Linked DNA regions of Cricetulus griseus: region 1 is linked to region 2. A link is a contact called in public Hi-C data. All regions are on one chromosome and are shown on one strand. Each heading gives the region's core, a stretch centred on a gene start, on an enhancer-like site or on the middle of the called end of the contact. The rest is flanking DNA. Distances are from core to core; before and after follow the strand shown. Region 1 holds the start of Prorp (mitochondrial ribonuclease P catalytic subunit). Region 2 holds the start of Nfkbia (NF-kappa-B inhibitor alpha).

Region 1 (7,443 bases), core at 3,156-5,655, 220 kb before region 2:
GATTCAGGTACACAGGTACACATCCTGCTCCAGAAACCTATGGAGTATTTCTCTGCATCGATAATTCAAAGAGACATAACAAACTTCTGCATGACTTAAGTATGAGAAAAAAATGGGTAACAGCTAAAGCCACTTGGTTCCACTCGTACCTGTAATTCTTCATTGTCTAAGAGCTCTCTGCTTTTCCTCTGTAGAAAGACAGCTCTAGATTCCTCTCTTAATTTCTGTAGTAAGACTTCATCTTCTGCTGGCAACTAGAAGCACATTGGAAAAGTCACTTTACGTCAATGTCAAACTAAACAGGACTAGCTTAGCAGTCTGGGTAAAGCCAGCATACCTGCTGAGACTACATCAACCGAGTAGTGTACTCACACTAATATCTATAATAAAAATCGGAAGTACCTATGGCTCAAAAAACGGAAGTAACAACTTTGCTTTCTTGTACCAACTTATTGGTACAAGATTTTAATGGATTCAAAGTATTTTATCATAGTGATAAATCAACTGTAATAAAATATACAAAATGTTCAATGTAATCCTCTATTTTAAAAATATATGCTTTAGGCAGGGCAGTAGTGGCACATGCCTTTAAGCCCAGCATTCAGGAGACAGAGGCAGGCGGATCTCTGTGATACTTAAGTCAAGACCAGCGTGGTCTACACAGCTAGTTCCAGGACGGCCGGGGCTACACAAAAAACAAAAACAAAAACAAAAACAAAAAACCCTGTCTCAAAAAACAAAACAAAACAATGTATAATGTATACTTTGGATCCCACTTTTGAAACGACATTTCATTTACAGATTCAGAAACATCCACTCAGACAACACTTACCCTGTAATAAAACCGGGGAATGGTCTTATAGAATTCATTTGTATTTTTTCTACCTCCCTTCCATTCTGAGTAATATTTGGTAAATAAATCCATTTCTTCCTCTTTTAATTCTTGTTCACTTTTTTTCCCTAGTAGCAACACAGGAAAAAAAAATTAAGGTAAGAAAAGCACAAACATCAAATATTATTTTTATTCAAGATAGCCTATACATTGAAGTTCAGGAAATTCATACAAGAAAGTTGGTTTTTTTTTTTTTTTTTTCCTTTAGTTTTGAGACCAGGTGTGATTTGTATCACTGGCTGGCTTAGAACTCACTATTTATAGACCAGTGTAGCAGTGAACTTGCATTTTCCTGCTTGGCCTCTGGAGTGATGGAATTCTACATACATGTACCTGGCCTGAAAAAACTTTTTTCTTTTTTTGTTTTTTGATACAGGGTTTCTCTACACAGCTCTGGTTATCCTGGAACTCACTCTGTAGACCAGGCTGGCCTGGAACTCAGAGATCTGCCTGCCTCTGCCTCCTGAATGCTGGGATTAAACGAAGGCAGAATGTTGTATACATAGTAAATAAATTTTTTTTTAAAACATGGTATTTTGTTTTGTTTTGTTTTTAAAGATTTTATTTATTACCTGTGCAACCACTGCCCAGCTTCTGAGAAAGTTTCTTAACTGGGAAAAATACCGGCATGTGTATTTGCTACTGAAAATGATTAAGAAAGCCTGACGATACAGGAGAAGGACTATCCTGAAGAATATATCCTTGTGGGGCTGGAAAGATGGCTCAGAGGTTAAGAGCACTGGCTGTTCTTCCAGAGGTCCTGAGTTCAATTCCTAGCAACCACATGGTGGCTCATAACCATCTGTAATGAGATCTGGTGCCCTCTTCTGGCATACAGGCAAACACGAAGGCAGAATGTTGTATACTTAGTAAATAATTTTTTTTTAAACATGGTGTTTTGTTTTGTTTTGTTTTTAAAGATTTTATTTATTATGTATACAGTCTTCAGCCTGCATGCCAGCAGAGGGCACCAGATCTCATTCAATGAGGTTGTGAGCCACCATGTGGTTGCCGGGAATTGAACTCAGGACCTCTGGAAGAACAGTCAGTGCTCTTAAACGCTGAGCCATCTCTCCAGCTCAGTAAATAAATCTTAAAAAAAAAGAATACATCCTTGTGCAGGCAAAAGAGATTTAGCACATGGATAGGATCTACTACACTGATGGCAACAGCCTTGAGTAGGAGCTACTAATACTATCCATACAATCTAGATAATTTGCTATACACTCAGGCTCAGTAGTAGTATTCCTAGTAAAAGTGAAGAGAAATGTAGCAAACATTGGAGGGGGCTGGAGAGATGACTCAGTAGGTTTAAGAATAGTTAAAAGTCAGTAGATTTGCTGCTCTTGTAGAGGGCTTGGTTTGTTTCCCAGAACCCACAGGGCAGCTCACAACCATGTTTAACACCTGTTCCAGGGGATACAATACCCTCTTTTGGCCTCTGTAGGTGTTAGGTCTCAAAGAAACTTGGGATAAATGACTAACAAAGGTGCCCATTAACATTTCAAGGCTGATGCATGACAGCTCCCTAGGCATTACCCAGTCAGTACCTGTGGCACTTCTCAACCCGCCCCTACCCTAAAGGTCTCCAGCCAAGGGGCTGGGCTTCCCTTCCTCCAGCTTCCAATTCTATAGAAATCACCTTTTTTGGCTATGCACTCTTGGCTTTGCTCTCGGATCCCTTGTGCACTCTTGGTCTGGCCCCCGTTTCTTTTCTCTCTACCTCTTCCTCTCGCTCCCCTCTCATGGCTCCGTCTATTCTGCTGGCCATCTTCAGTCTAGAGCCTTCCAGATGCCTCTGGACAAACTCTCCCTCATTTCTACAATAAAAGCCCCTCCTCATTTTCATTTTTCATTTTTCCCCATTTTCATTCAGCAGGCACCACATAAACATGGTACACTTAGATCCATGCAGGCTATTACAACATGTTTGTTAGTGGTCATGTTGATAATGTATGAGAGAGGGGATAAAATTGAAGAGAAGCCACTGAATATATGAAAGGGAATTTAATCTAGTGACAGATTGGAGGGCTTAAGTAGTAGTACAGACTGTTCTGTTCTAGAGGCAGGGTTTCTCCGTGTAGCCCTGGCCGTCCTGGAACTCTAGCTGAAGTCCAGAGATCCACCTGACTCTGCCTCCCAATTAAAGAAAGGCCTGCACCACACTGCCTGGTGACAATTTTATGGTGACAATTCAAATTAAAGGTGAAGGTTGAGTGTAAGGATAAATACCTAACACCTGAGAGAAATGGTAACTGGAAAGAGTTGACGTTCTACTTTAATTGCTTCTAATCTCTCTCTCTCTCTCTCTCTCTCTCTCTCTCTCTCTCTCTCTCTCTTCTCTCTCTCTCTCTCTCTCTCTCTCTCTCTCTACACACACACACACACACACACACACACACACACATATGCTCATCGATTGGAGAGGGAGGACTGGAGGCTTGGGAAGATGAGAGGAATTAAGTGTGGAAGTCGAAATTTGCTGATGCGACTAAAACACATCCTTTAGCTTAGTGGGCATGGATTCTAAGTGAGAACTCACCATGGTTGTTTTTCTTTTTGCTTGTGAACCTAGCCTTTAATGGCTGATACATCTCTCTAGCCCCGGCGCTGTTTCTCTTTAGTCCATTTCAGCGGCCCGGGTGCTGGTATCGAACTGAAGAATTTAGCCAGACTGACTGACAAGCAAGTGTGAAGGACCGGGGTACGAACGAACAATGTAAAACGGATTAATGAAATTTAAAATAGAGGGCTAAGTGAAAAGTAAGAGTTAAAAGGCTGCAGACACTCGGGAAACTGAGGCAAGGAGGGGTCAGTAAGTCAAACACCCTGTGTCAAGGCGGGTGGGAAGCTGTAAGAACGAATTATATATAGGTCTTTCTTGGTAAGATCGAAGGGAGCCAAGGCTGTCAGTTATTCCTCCTCATAAGCCTAAGATCGAGGCAAACGGGTGCCACGGTTCCGCTTTTGGTTCCTTGTGGGTCATTTACCAGGGAAGTTTGGGCCACCCCTCGGCGGATCCCTAAAGCACACTCCGCTCAGACTCCTTTGTCAGATTAAGTTTACCAGACGCGGAAAGTATCACTCGCACTTCCTCCTCCTCCCCATCCATCCCCCCACCGCCACTTCTGGCCTAGGGCGGGCTATCTGGCGGGCGGTCCCTCGCGAACTCACTCTTTGGATCCGTGTTGGGCGACGCCAAACGCCGGCGGAGCACGTCTTTCCAGTCCATGTCTGACCCTGGCTCAGAGGACCCTACATTAGCGGGTTGTTAACCGCTCCACCCACTGCCAGCTCCGACGTCAGACGCCACCAAAGCGGGAGGAAGTTAGGAAGGACGCCTGGACGCCATCTTGGACACGGGCGGAAGCGTTGGCCACAGAGGCAAAACCCGAATGCTGTATCTATTCCGGATACAGAGGTCACGCTAGCAGGGGCGAAAAGCAGACAAGAAACAGACGAAGAATCATCCTTCTTATGGGAGTATCCCAGCTCACCAAATCTGATCTTAAGGACCAGCGAGAAACCCGCGTGAGGGTCGTGGGCCTTTGGCGCGTGCGCATCACCGGATGCAGGAATCCATTGGGTTTTCCGACTTGAGAAAAGCACTTTCGTCACATTTTGTTCTCGCTCTGGAAGCCTTAACAGTCTCCAAGATGTAATATAAGCTTCCGTAGCCGTCTCTAGCCCTCTTGGATACTAAAAGCTTCAAAATTACTCTTCTTTTTCTGTTTATCTAGTCAGGCTCAATAGAACGCCTGCCATCAAGCCATTCAGGCCCTGGCGGCTCATTCAGCGCGGTGCCTTGTGGGTATTGTAGTTTTCACCGCATTTATGGTTACTTGTAAGCATGCGTGGCGTGGTGAGTTGGTGAATGCAGTGAGCTTCGTTTGTCGGTCCTCCGAACAGTTAAGTCTAAGCTCTTTCTGGACTCTAATCCTTCCCTGTGGTGTTTATGCTGCGTCCCCCCTATCCCTCCTCTCTCAGGCGTTTTAGGGCCTGGAGAAAATGTAAAGAGCAAGGGACCGGAGACTGTTTTTTCTTGCTGCCGGTGGGGTTATGGTTGGTGGTACCTGGTCAAGGTTATTACTTTATTTCTCTGTTCTAGTTTTCTTGGTATCTTGCCCATCTTCAGGACCTTGTGATTCACATGAGTCAACTAGGAAGCCCTTTTTGTGCTTTTTCCTCAGATTCGAAAATTGGAATTTAACAGGCACCTCAGGATTCCCATTCCGTCTTTCTGGTTTAGAGATTGCTACTGGTGTTGGAGATCCCAGGATCACCGTTTAATGGAGAGAACTGTGTGCTTTCCTTCCTATTAAATCACTCCTAAAGCATAATCTTGATGTGTTTGTAAAGGACAAACAAAAAGTCTCCTTTTTAAGAATTCTGCTTCAACTATCGTCAACTTCCAGTCTCTTAATTTTCCATCGCAGAGTGGAGCTGTTTCGTTTTTAACCCTCATTCAACGCACTGCAGAATGACCTATTTGTTAGGTTTTCGGAACATTCAGAAACTTTGGAGGAGCACCCCTTGCTTTGAGCTGGGCCTTGCGACCTCTCCTGTCTCTTTATTTCTCGGGGTTACCAGGAACCAACACAGATGGCTTTGTGTTAAAACCACATTCCCTCTAAATAGCAAAGCAATAAATCTGCTGGTTGCCAAGACTAGAACACTCAAGGAAGAAAATGACAGCAGTAGGCAAGTTTCTTCTGATCATTATTTTGCTGCTGGAGCAGCCAAGAAGAGGGCACACTTAAATAACAACCTGCAGCAGAGAGATCATGCCGTGTCACGTAAGAGAGGCACTATTGAAGTTCCAACTACACCCTTGAACTCTGAAGAGTGGGATCAACTTAAAGAAGATTTCAAAGGGAAGATCAGTTTTGAAGATAAGGTCATTTCACAGATGGTACGAAACCGTAGTTCTGTAGATGTAGCTAAGTCTCTCCTGGCATGGGTAGCAGCAAAGAACAATGGCATTGTAGGGTATAATTTACTCGTCAAGTATTTGTATCTCTGTGTCTATCATAAGGAGACATCAGAAGTTATTGATGTCTATGAAATCATGAAAGCCAAGTACAAGTGTTTAGAAACTGGGGCTAACAGCATTCTCATCCGGGGATTGATCCACTCAGACAGATGGAGAGAGGCCTTGCTGCGGTTAGAAGAGATTAAGAAAGTCACGATCCCTTCAAAAAAGAACTACAATGACTGTATACAGGGAGCCCTCTTTCATCAAGATGTGAACTTGGCTTGGAGTTTGTATCAGGAATTGATAGATCATAATCTCATTCCTCTGTTGGACACTTTAAAGGCCTTCTTTGATTTTGGCAAACACATAAATGATGATCACTATTCAAACAAACTACTGGACATTCTTTTGTATCTAAGGAATAATCAAATGTTTCCTGGAGAGTCATTGGCACATAGTATAAAAACATGGTTTGAAAGGTAATTTTGATTTTGTGTATGTGTTTATCTCAGTACCTATATTTTAAAAGTGTACCCTTTTTCTTTGTTGTTTATTAGCTGCCAAGACTCATTTTATTCAGATTATGCTTTTTAAAAAATAATTTATTTAACTTTATTTTATGTGAAGGTATTGGATTCCCTGGAACTGGAGTTACAGACAGTTGTGAGCTGCCATGTGGGTGCTGGGAACTGAACCCAGGTCCTCTGAAAGAGCATTCAGTGCTCCCAACTGCTGAGCCATCTCTCCAGTCCCCAAAATAATTCTCCTAAGAAAGTCATAAGAATAATTTGTTTTAGTCTCTACTCGTCTTATAAAAGGAATTTATACAGCACCTTTTGTTTTTTAAAAGAGACTGGATATTTTGTTATTTTTTTTTTTATTTTGTCTACTTGTATTTGGCAAAATTCAAGAAAATCCTCTATTATCTATTCTGTCTTTGTGAGTCTAAAGTTTAATATCCAATTGATCTTTTTTATAATCTTTTTTTTTCTTTTTCCTTTTTAAATTTAAATTAGAAACAATCTTCATTTACATGTCAATCCCAGTTCCTTCACTCTCTCCTCCCCTGCTCCCCACCAATCCCCATCCCCTCCACTTTCTGCTCCCTAGGGAGGGTGAGGCGTTCCATGGGGAATCTTCAAAGTCTGTCTTACCATCAGGCAGGGGCTAGACCCTCCCCTGTGTGTCTAGGCTGACAGAATATCCCTCTGTGTGGAATGGGTTCCCAAAGTCCATTCATGTACTAGGGATAAATACTGATCCACTACCAGAGGCCCCATAGATTACCCAGACCTCCAAACTGACATCCTCCTTTAGGGGGTCTGGAACAGTCCCATGCTGGTTTCCCAGCTATCAGTCTGGGGTCCATGAACAACCCCTTGTTCAGGTCAGCTGTTTCTGTGGGTTTCTCCAGCCTGGTCTTGACCCCTTTGCTCATCACTCCTCCCTCTCTGCAACTGGATTCCAGGTTTCAGCTCAGTGTTTAGCTGTGGGTGTCTGCTTCTGCTTCCATCAGCTTCTAGACGAAGGCTTTAGGATGGCATATAAGGTAGTCGTCAATCTCATTATCAGAGAA
Region 2 (7,487 bases), core at 3,205-5,704:
AACCAAGGCAGAGTGGGGGAGTGGGGGTGGGGTGGGGGGTCCTCGTGGGGACTCACGTTTCCCACTTAGTTGAAGGAGTCTAAATCAACATTTCTGTGGTCAGCACTGAACACCTATGTTCAGGTGCTCTGGGGTAGATCCTGGGCCACCTGGCAGGGAACACAGGAGCTATCACAGTGCTTAAATCCAGATGAACCAGGGTTGCCCAGTTTGCAATAGTGCTTTTTATATATGAAAGACATTGAGGGCTGGCTCCCTTTCGGTAGAAGAGGAAGGTGACCGCCATACTTATTTGACATCGTATGTGGATCCAGACCAGGATAGTGAAGCATAGTAGCAATATTTTCTTAGCTGAAACACATTCATTTTATTTACCTATCATTCTGCATTTGACATACTGTCACCTTACTCCTTTCTCCCAAAAAACATTAAGTACCAAGCACCTAAGTGCAATTTTCACGTTACTGACTTATTGTGAAATTGACTTTGGCAGAATCATTCAGTAGAATCAGTACACTGCCCTGATGAAAAGATTTCTCTGAGCTTACTAGCCCTGAGACTACAGTTAGGCAAAACAGATGCATGGCCTTATGGTTAACAGCCTAAAGACAAGGACTTAGGTAAGTGAGCCAGCTTCCTCTCCTCAGGGTGTCCTTGCACAAGCTGTTCTCTGGCTCTCTTGCTTCCCCCGTGAAACACAGGATGTTGTACAATAGCTGTGTACTTTTTTTTCCCTAAGCACTAGATGCCTGATACTGTCTGTATTTTAGTCTTGTGCAATGTCTACAACAGCCCAGTCAATAAATAAGAAGTCTCAGAGGTTGACTGTCTGCTAGATGGCAGGAGTACTTTCCTGAGCCCATGTCCACTCTTGAGAATTTTCCCAGCTATATCAAATGAATTCAGCAGATTCCCTCTTGTCCAAACTCAGTTCAGTGACAAGTAGGGTTCTGGAACTGCTTAAATCAAGGCGAAAATGACAATAGAGCCTTCAGTGACAGGCCAGGTGGTTTGTTGGTACCCCAGCCCAAGGCTGGCATTTCCTGTCACCCTAGCAGCCTCCCACCCACACAGGGGTTGGAGGGCGGCAAAGCTTTGCTGGGGAAAGGCTGGGCTTACGTGAGGAGCTGCTCTGGGCTTCCTTAGCTGACTGGGCATCACCCCCTCAGCTCTCAACCTCCAGGAACAAGCTACTCTCAAAATAGAAAATGAGCAGGACAATGCTGTCTGTAAAAATCTGTTTAATAAATATACATCTTAGAAGTACCAAAATAATTACCAACAAAATACACCATATACAACATTTACAAGAGGGTAACAAAAACCTCAGTCGGGAGTGACTAGCACATACCACTCAACACCTGGTTCTACATGTGAGGACATACCAGGCTCAGCTACCAGATCTACCGTTCAGTCAAAAGCACAATAAATAGAATGTGGTCCCTTTCATCAGTCTGGAAAACCACCTCCCAAAACCTCACGAATGTGAGCTTTAAAAGACATTTTCTTTGAATTCCAATGATCTGTTTCCCCATTTCACAAAAATAACAATCTGCCATCACCAGAGTAAGATGCTTGGGGGCAGGCTGTGTGCAGTGTGGTGGTAAGTATATCCCTTTCTTTCTTTTTTTTCTTCTTTTCTTTCTTTTTAGAAAAATAAAACTCTTGTTTTATACAAATATACAAGTCCATGTTCTTTTTGACACTTTCCACTCATAATGTCAGACGTTGGCCTCCAAATACACAGTCATCATAGGGCAGCTAAAACAAGAGGGGAAAAAAAAAAGGCATATTAAATTCCTAGAACTTTGCCAAGACATTGGGATGAGGGGAGGGGACTGCTTCTGCAAATAACTCACAATCTTGGACTCTTTCCTCCTTAACCCAAATAGAATGAATCCCCCATGCTGTCGGAGTTTTCCTTCATTGATTCTCTCCCTTAAAAACAATCTAAGCTACGGCAGGAGGTGTAGTTCAATGGCAGAACACATGCCTGTTACCACGTGTTAAGGCCTGGGTTCAAACTCCAGAACCTCCCTTCACCTCCAAGGGTTAAAACAAATCAGAGAGACAAGTTCTTGGGATACTGGTTTTGCAAGCTGCGTTTCGTTAAATAATTATGTTGAGATCCCTATAATAAAGACTAGTTCTGCTCTAGGGACGGGAGAGGGGTGAGGGAGAATGGACCATTCTGGTAGTGACGAACACTCACCTCATCCTCCGTGAATTCTGACTCTGTGTCGTAGCTCTCCTCATCCTCACTCTCGGGCAGCATCTGAAGATTTTCCCGGGTCAGCTGGCCCAGCTGCTGCTGTATCCGGGTACTTGGTCGGCCCCAGGTGAGCTGATAGGGGGAGTAGCCTTGGTAGGTCACTCTATTGACGTCAGCACCACACTTCAACAGGAGCGACACCAGTTCAGGGTTCTGCAGGTCCACTGCCAGGTGGAGGGCTGTCCGGCCATTGCAGGGCTCCTGAAACCAAAGCAATCAGACATGTTTAAGGCCACATCTGGAAATCCACTTGCAGTAAGAACAAGTCTGGAAGAGTTCAGGAGGAACCTGACTGGCTCCAACTAGAAGGGAACTGCACTCACCTGGGCATTGACATCGGCACCCAAAGACACCAAATGCTCCACGATGCCCAGGTAGCCATGGATGGAGGCGAGGTGCAGACACGTGTGGCCTAGAGGAATAAGAGACAAAAAATATAACTACTTGTTTCAATTGTCACACAACTCGTGCCCTATTTTCTTATGGGACAACCACAAATATCCTCAATTCTTAAGAACTCAGAATTTGAGTTTTGACTGAACATTATTATAAGGACATCAAGAAGGGATTTTTTTTAAAGTCCATATTGTCTGAACGTTTTATGTTGAGAGTTTAGGCTCTAGCCTAGACTCAAGTGGGCCCACCTCTCCCTTCTCTGTGTCCTGGGATGGACTGATAGACCTACCATTGTAGTTGGTGGCCTGCAGGATGGAGTGGAGATGCTGAGGTGTGCACGTCTGTGTCAGGACTCCTACACTGGCCAGGCAGCCCTGCTCACAGGCAAGATGTAGAGGGGTATTTCCTCGAAAGTCTCGGAGCTCAGGATCACAGCCAGCTTCCAAAAGTGCCTCAGCAATTCCTGGCTGGTTGGTGATCACAGCCAAGTGAAGTGGAGTCTACAAACGGAAGAGGAAACAGAACGGGGATAAGTCATGGAGCAAATCCATAGTCTTGAGTTTCCTGAACCCCAGACAACTCCTTGTGAATTCTGCTCCTCCCTGATGGCTACAGGGGACCAGGCAAACATGAAGCCCCAGTTGGGTCGTAAAGACCTCACCAAACCCCTGGGATTTTCTTCAAGCTCTAAGATGTTGGCTAATTTGAATGTAAAAGGCCAGGGCAGATAAGGGCTCAGTGACTATTAATTTAGAAACACTTTGGGGGCGACTGAGCTAACATCCAACTCCACCACCAGGTCAAAGAGGGCACGGCTGGGGCAGCGCGCACCTGCTGCAGGTTGTTCTGGAAGTTGAGGAAGGCCAGGTCTCCCTTCACCTGCCGAATCACTTCCATGGTCAGAGTCTTCTCTTCATGGATGATTGCCAAGTGCAGGAACCTGAGGGATGACAGGGAAAGCCCCCGAGGGGCGGTGAGCGCACTGCGTGGGGGCCCCCAAGAGGCGCGGGCTGCGGGGGATTGCGCAAGGCCGGGGTTTCTGGAGGCCGCGGCCGCGGTGTTTTCCGCGAGGTTATTATGAGCTGAGTGTTCCTGGCAGGGGCCCAGGGACTTTCCGTGCCCCACCCCCTCCGGGCGGGCGCCGGCCAGACCGGCCCGCCCTCCGCCGCCCGGAACGCCCTGTACTTCCCCTCGCGGCCGCGCGGCGCCCGGCGGCTGCGCGCACAACTGCCAGGCCGGGACTTGGCGTCCCCGCGGCCGCCCCGCCCCGCCCCCGGCCTGCGCTCGGCTACGCCGGGTCCCTGGCAGGGGAGGAGAAGGGGGATGGGATGGGGAGGCAGGCGACCTGGGCGCTCGCCATCCCCGGGAGCCCCGTCGTGCTCCCTCCGTGCAGAGCCCCGAGCGCGCTGCAGGTCCCCACCGCACCCCACCCCAGGCCTCCCGCGCGCGACCCCGCCGCCCGTGCCCGCCGCCACTTACGAGTCTCCGTCCTCCGTGAGCTGCTGCTTCCAGGGCTCGGCGGCCAGCGGCGCCTCCTGCGGCTGCAGGCGGATCTCCTGCAGCTCCTTCACCATCTGCTCGTACTCCTCGTCCTTCATGGAGTCCAGGCCGCTGTCGTGGCGATCGTCCACCAGCCGCTCCTTCTTGAGAGCGTCCCGCGGGCCCTCCATGGCCCAGTCCTGGCCGTGGCCGGCTGGCTGAAACATGGCTGCGCGGGGCTGCGTGCGGGGCTGCGAGCTGCAAGCTGCTGGCGGCTGGGCGGCGAGTTGCGACTGTTGTGGGCTCGCCAGCGCCGCCGCGCCGCCCTATAAACGCTGGCAGGGGATTTCTCAGGGGCGGGGTCAGGCTCGGGGAATTTCCAAGCCAGTCAGACTAGAAAAAGAACTGGCTCGTCCTCGACTGAGAAGCCTAAACCCAGGGCCGGGGTTCATTGGAGAAACTCCCTGCGATGAGCCACTGGGGTCATGCACAGGGAACTTTTTGATGAGCCCTGAGTGGCTGGAAAGTCCTCCGGACCAGGCCCCCTCCCTCTAGGTACTTCCCTGCAGCCTGCACTCAGTAACCCCAGGCCTCTGCAAGAACCCTGCTTTCCCTGGGGTTTCCCACCGTTGTCGATTGGATGTGGGGTCCTCAGCTGTTGAGATCCCAAGGACGCAGACCCGCTGGGCGGTTCCTCTTAGCGATTTGCCAATTTGCAGGTCCTTTCCGGTTTTTGATCTTTTGAAAACCCACGAGTGGAAATGCTGGCTGACTGCAGGGATTCGCTTCTCATAAATTTCTTCGAGGAAGGAGACATGAGTGTCACTAGGCCGTCTGTGTTTTGCCCATTCCAGGCTCTAGGCACTGCAGGGACATTTGGCCGTCCCTCACCCCCACCCCATGAAGCTGGGAAGCTTTGACATTAAAAACACCCAAGCGCTTGGAGAACCCCTAGAATATTAAATAGGGTTCGATAATCTTGTCTCCTGGGGGAGGGCGAACTCTAGCTATGTATGGAAAAAGTGTTAAATAGAAACCACATTTTTTTTTTTAAAAAAAGTAGAGCAAGGTGTAGTAGTGTTTGCAGTAGAAGTTGTAGCTTCCTAGCAACAGTAACTGTTGAGTTCTTGTGTCAGATTTACCACTTGCTGCAGAGAATGGAGTCTGAGTTTATGGTGAGTGCCTAGCGGAGCAACTGGCTTAGTACTTTAGCCAAGGCTGGCCCTTAATTATAGCTAAGAAAGTAGCTGCAAGGCATCCTGTAGGATGCTCAAGGCAGTCCTCACATTGACCACATCTGAACCCTGCTGGCTCTTCCAGGGTCCTTGCTCCCCAGGGAAGGCAGCATTGTGGGTAGCTACTCCCCAGAGAAAGGGATTTGGTCCTGTGATGCACTAGTTTTACCTGCAGAAATAGAATATCTGCTTTCACCCCTTCTCCACTTAGGAGCCTGCAATCTGTCAACTCCCTCTAGAATTAGCTCAGGAGAAGTAAGGCACCTTGGGTCAGACTTTGTCAGAAACAGACCCAAGAGGCCTCTGTAGTTCCTCAGATTTCTGGTGAGACTTGATCTTTTTCTTGATGAGCCATATACCAACTCTCCTTTCTCTTCATAATTCCATCCCCTTCCCCAGTATATGGATGTGAGGACACTGGGGGAAAGATGTAAAATCCATGAAAAAACAAAACAAAACCTCCAGATAGTAAGGATCCCATGTTAAAATGAAACTTTCCCAGTGAGTTCTGTTCATCAACCCTGCAGGCTTGCTCTGCACATATACAATTATTGAGGCCAAGTGAGACTGATTGTAAGTAGGAGATCTCAATTCCAGGCTCTGTCTTTCATTAAATACATTAGTGGGAGAAGCCATTTGCCTTTTTGTGTGTATGTGGTATGCTTGCTTTTATAGTAGTGGGGTTGGATTTGTGCCCATGAGATAATTAGAGCCAGGGTTCACATTGTAGCCCCAGGTTGGTCTGAAACCTGGTTGTCCAGGTTAATCTGTTGGTAAGACTTCTGCCTCAGCACCCCCCAGTGCTGGGATTGCAGCTGTAGACTGTCAGTCCTGACATATTTGAGATACTCTGTGGCTTCAAAATTGTATCATTTGTCTACAAATACATGCCCCGCTCTGCTTTGGAAGTATGAGCATGGGCTTTTGGAAAATCACAGTATAAATTTTTGGAGGAATCCCAGCCCTTTATGCATCACACTGTTAGTTCTCAGAATTAATATTGTAAGCTAGGTATTGTTTCCATTTCCCTAAAGAGAAAGACAAAATACCTAGAAATTTACCCAGGCACCCAATGACAGCTTGTCTAATTTCTACCACAATATAGTAATCATTTTGCTAAAGTGGATGTCATGTTAACACTTGGAAACACCTTGTAAAAATGAGACCAAATATAGTATAATTTGGAATATACTCAAAGTATTTAGCTGAGTTCAAGGCCAATGTGGGCAACATAAGACTCTGTCTCGAAAAGCCCTTTCCCCTCCTCCCAGGCCTCCAAAAAAGTATTTTCTCTTCCACCTGGGATGTAAAGTAGAGGGTACATGTTTTTCCATCTGGAGATTAGTTCTTCAAAATGTATAGCAGGAGCCAGGTGGTGGTGTTGGCAGTGGCATCAGAGTGGCTGGGAGGTAGGAGCAGGCAGATCTCCAAATTTGAGGCCAGCCTGTTCTACAGAGTGAGTTCCAGGACAGACAGAGATACACAGAGAAACCCTGTCTCAAAAAACCAAAAAGAAAAAAAATGGATAGCAAGGGCTGGAGCAATGCCTCAGCGCAACTAAGAGCACTGGCAACTTTTGTAGAGGACCTGAGTTTGATTCCCAGCACCTACAAGGTGGCTCACAGTAGCCTGCAAATCCAGTACCAGGGGATCCAACACCTTTTAGCACCAGGCAACAAATGTGGTATACATACATACATGCAGGCAAAACATCCATGCACATATATTTTTTAAATAATAAAAAATTTGAACAATGTATCCTATTTTAATGTTTAATTTTAAACAATGTATCCTCAAATTTAATTAAATTTTATATTATTTTAAACAATGTATCCTAAATTAAACTTTGTAAAAAAATTTTTTTTACCCCATTGTGAACTCAAAGCCCCGGCTATAAAAGGTACATCAGAGGATGATCTGGGGCTGTAAGTGTAAAAATGAAGGAGTATGTGTGTTTATGTGTCCTTTGAGATTTCCTGTCCCCACCACCTGAGGCCTTGTGATCTACCTCTGTATTGTTTAGTGTGACACCTAGTGGTGGAAGTCAGGCTCAGGCCCTTCTGGGTTTTGGCAAAACCCTTTGAAACTTTGGGAGGTGCTGAGCC

What was found. Hi-C and Micro-C count contacts between places; a contact is called where the count stands out from the background.
Region 1: a contact with region 2 is called in a Hi-C map of the CHO-S cell line, with 12 times the contacts expected there. The contact joins the promoter of Prorp here to the promoter of Nfkbia in region 2. A contact is called at or near these places in 6 of 8 Hi-C or Micro-C datasets (the CHK-Q cell line, the CHL-YN cell line, the CHO-K1 cell line and 2 more).

What each region holds. Positions count from the first base shown.
Region 1 is chr5:147,136,317-147,143,759 of CriGri-PICRH-1.0, reverse strand. It overlaps Prorp (mitochondrial ribonuclease P catalytic subunit), which reads left to right and starts at 4,405. Exons shown (of 8, transcript XM_027419694.2): 1 at 4,405-4,550; 2 at 5,083-6,346. The coding sequence starts at 5,373. Ppp2r3c (serine/threonine-protein phosphatase 2A regulatory subunit B'' subunit gamma) reads right to left here and starts at 4,276. Exons shown (of 13, transcript XM_027419700.2): 1 at 4,067-4,276; 2 at 833-960; 3 at 150-254. The coding sequence starts at 4,124.
Region 2 is chr5:146,911,926-146,919,412 of CriGri-PICRH-1.0, reverse strand. It overlaps Nfkbia (NF-kappa-B inhibitor alpha), which reads right to left and starts at 4,454. Exons shown (of 6, transcript XM_027419690.2): 1 at 4,148-4,454; 2 at 3,500-3,608; 3 at 2,958-3,168; 4 at 2,596-2,684; 5 at 2,213-2,473; 6 at 1,225-1,761. The coding sequence starts at 4,374. The coding sequence ends at 1,714.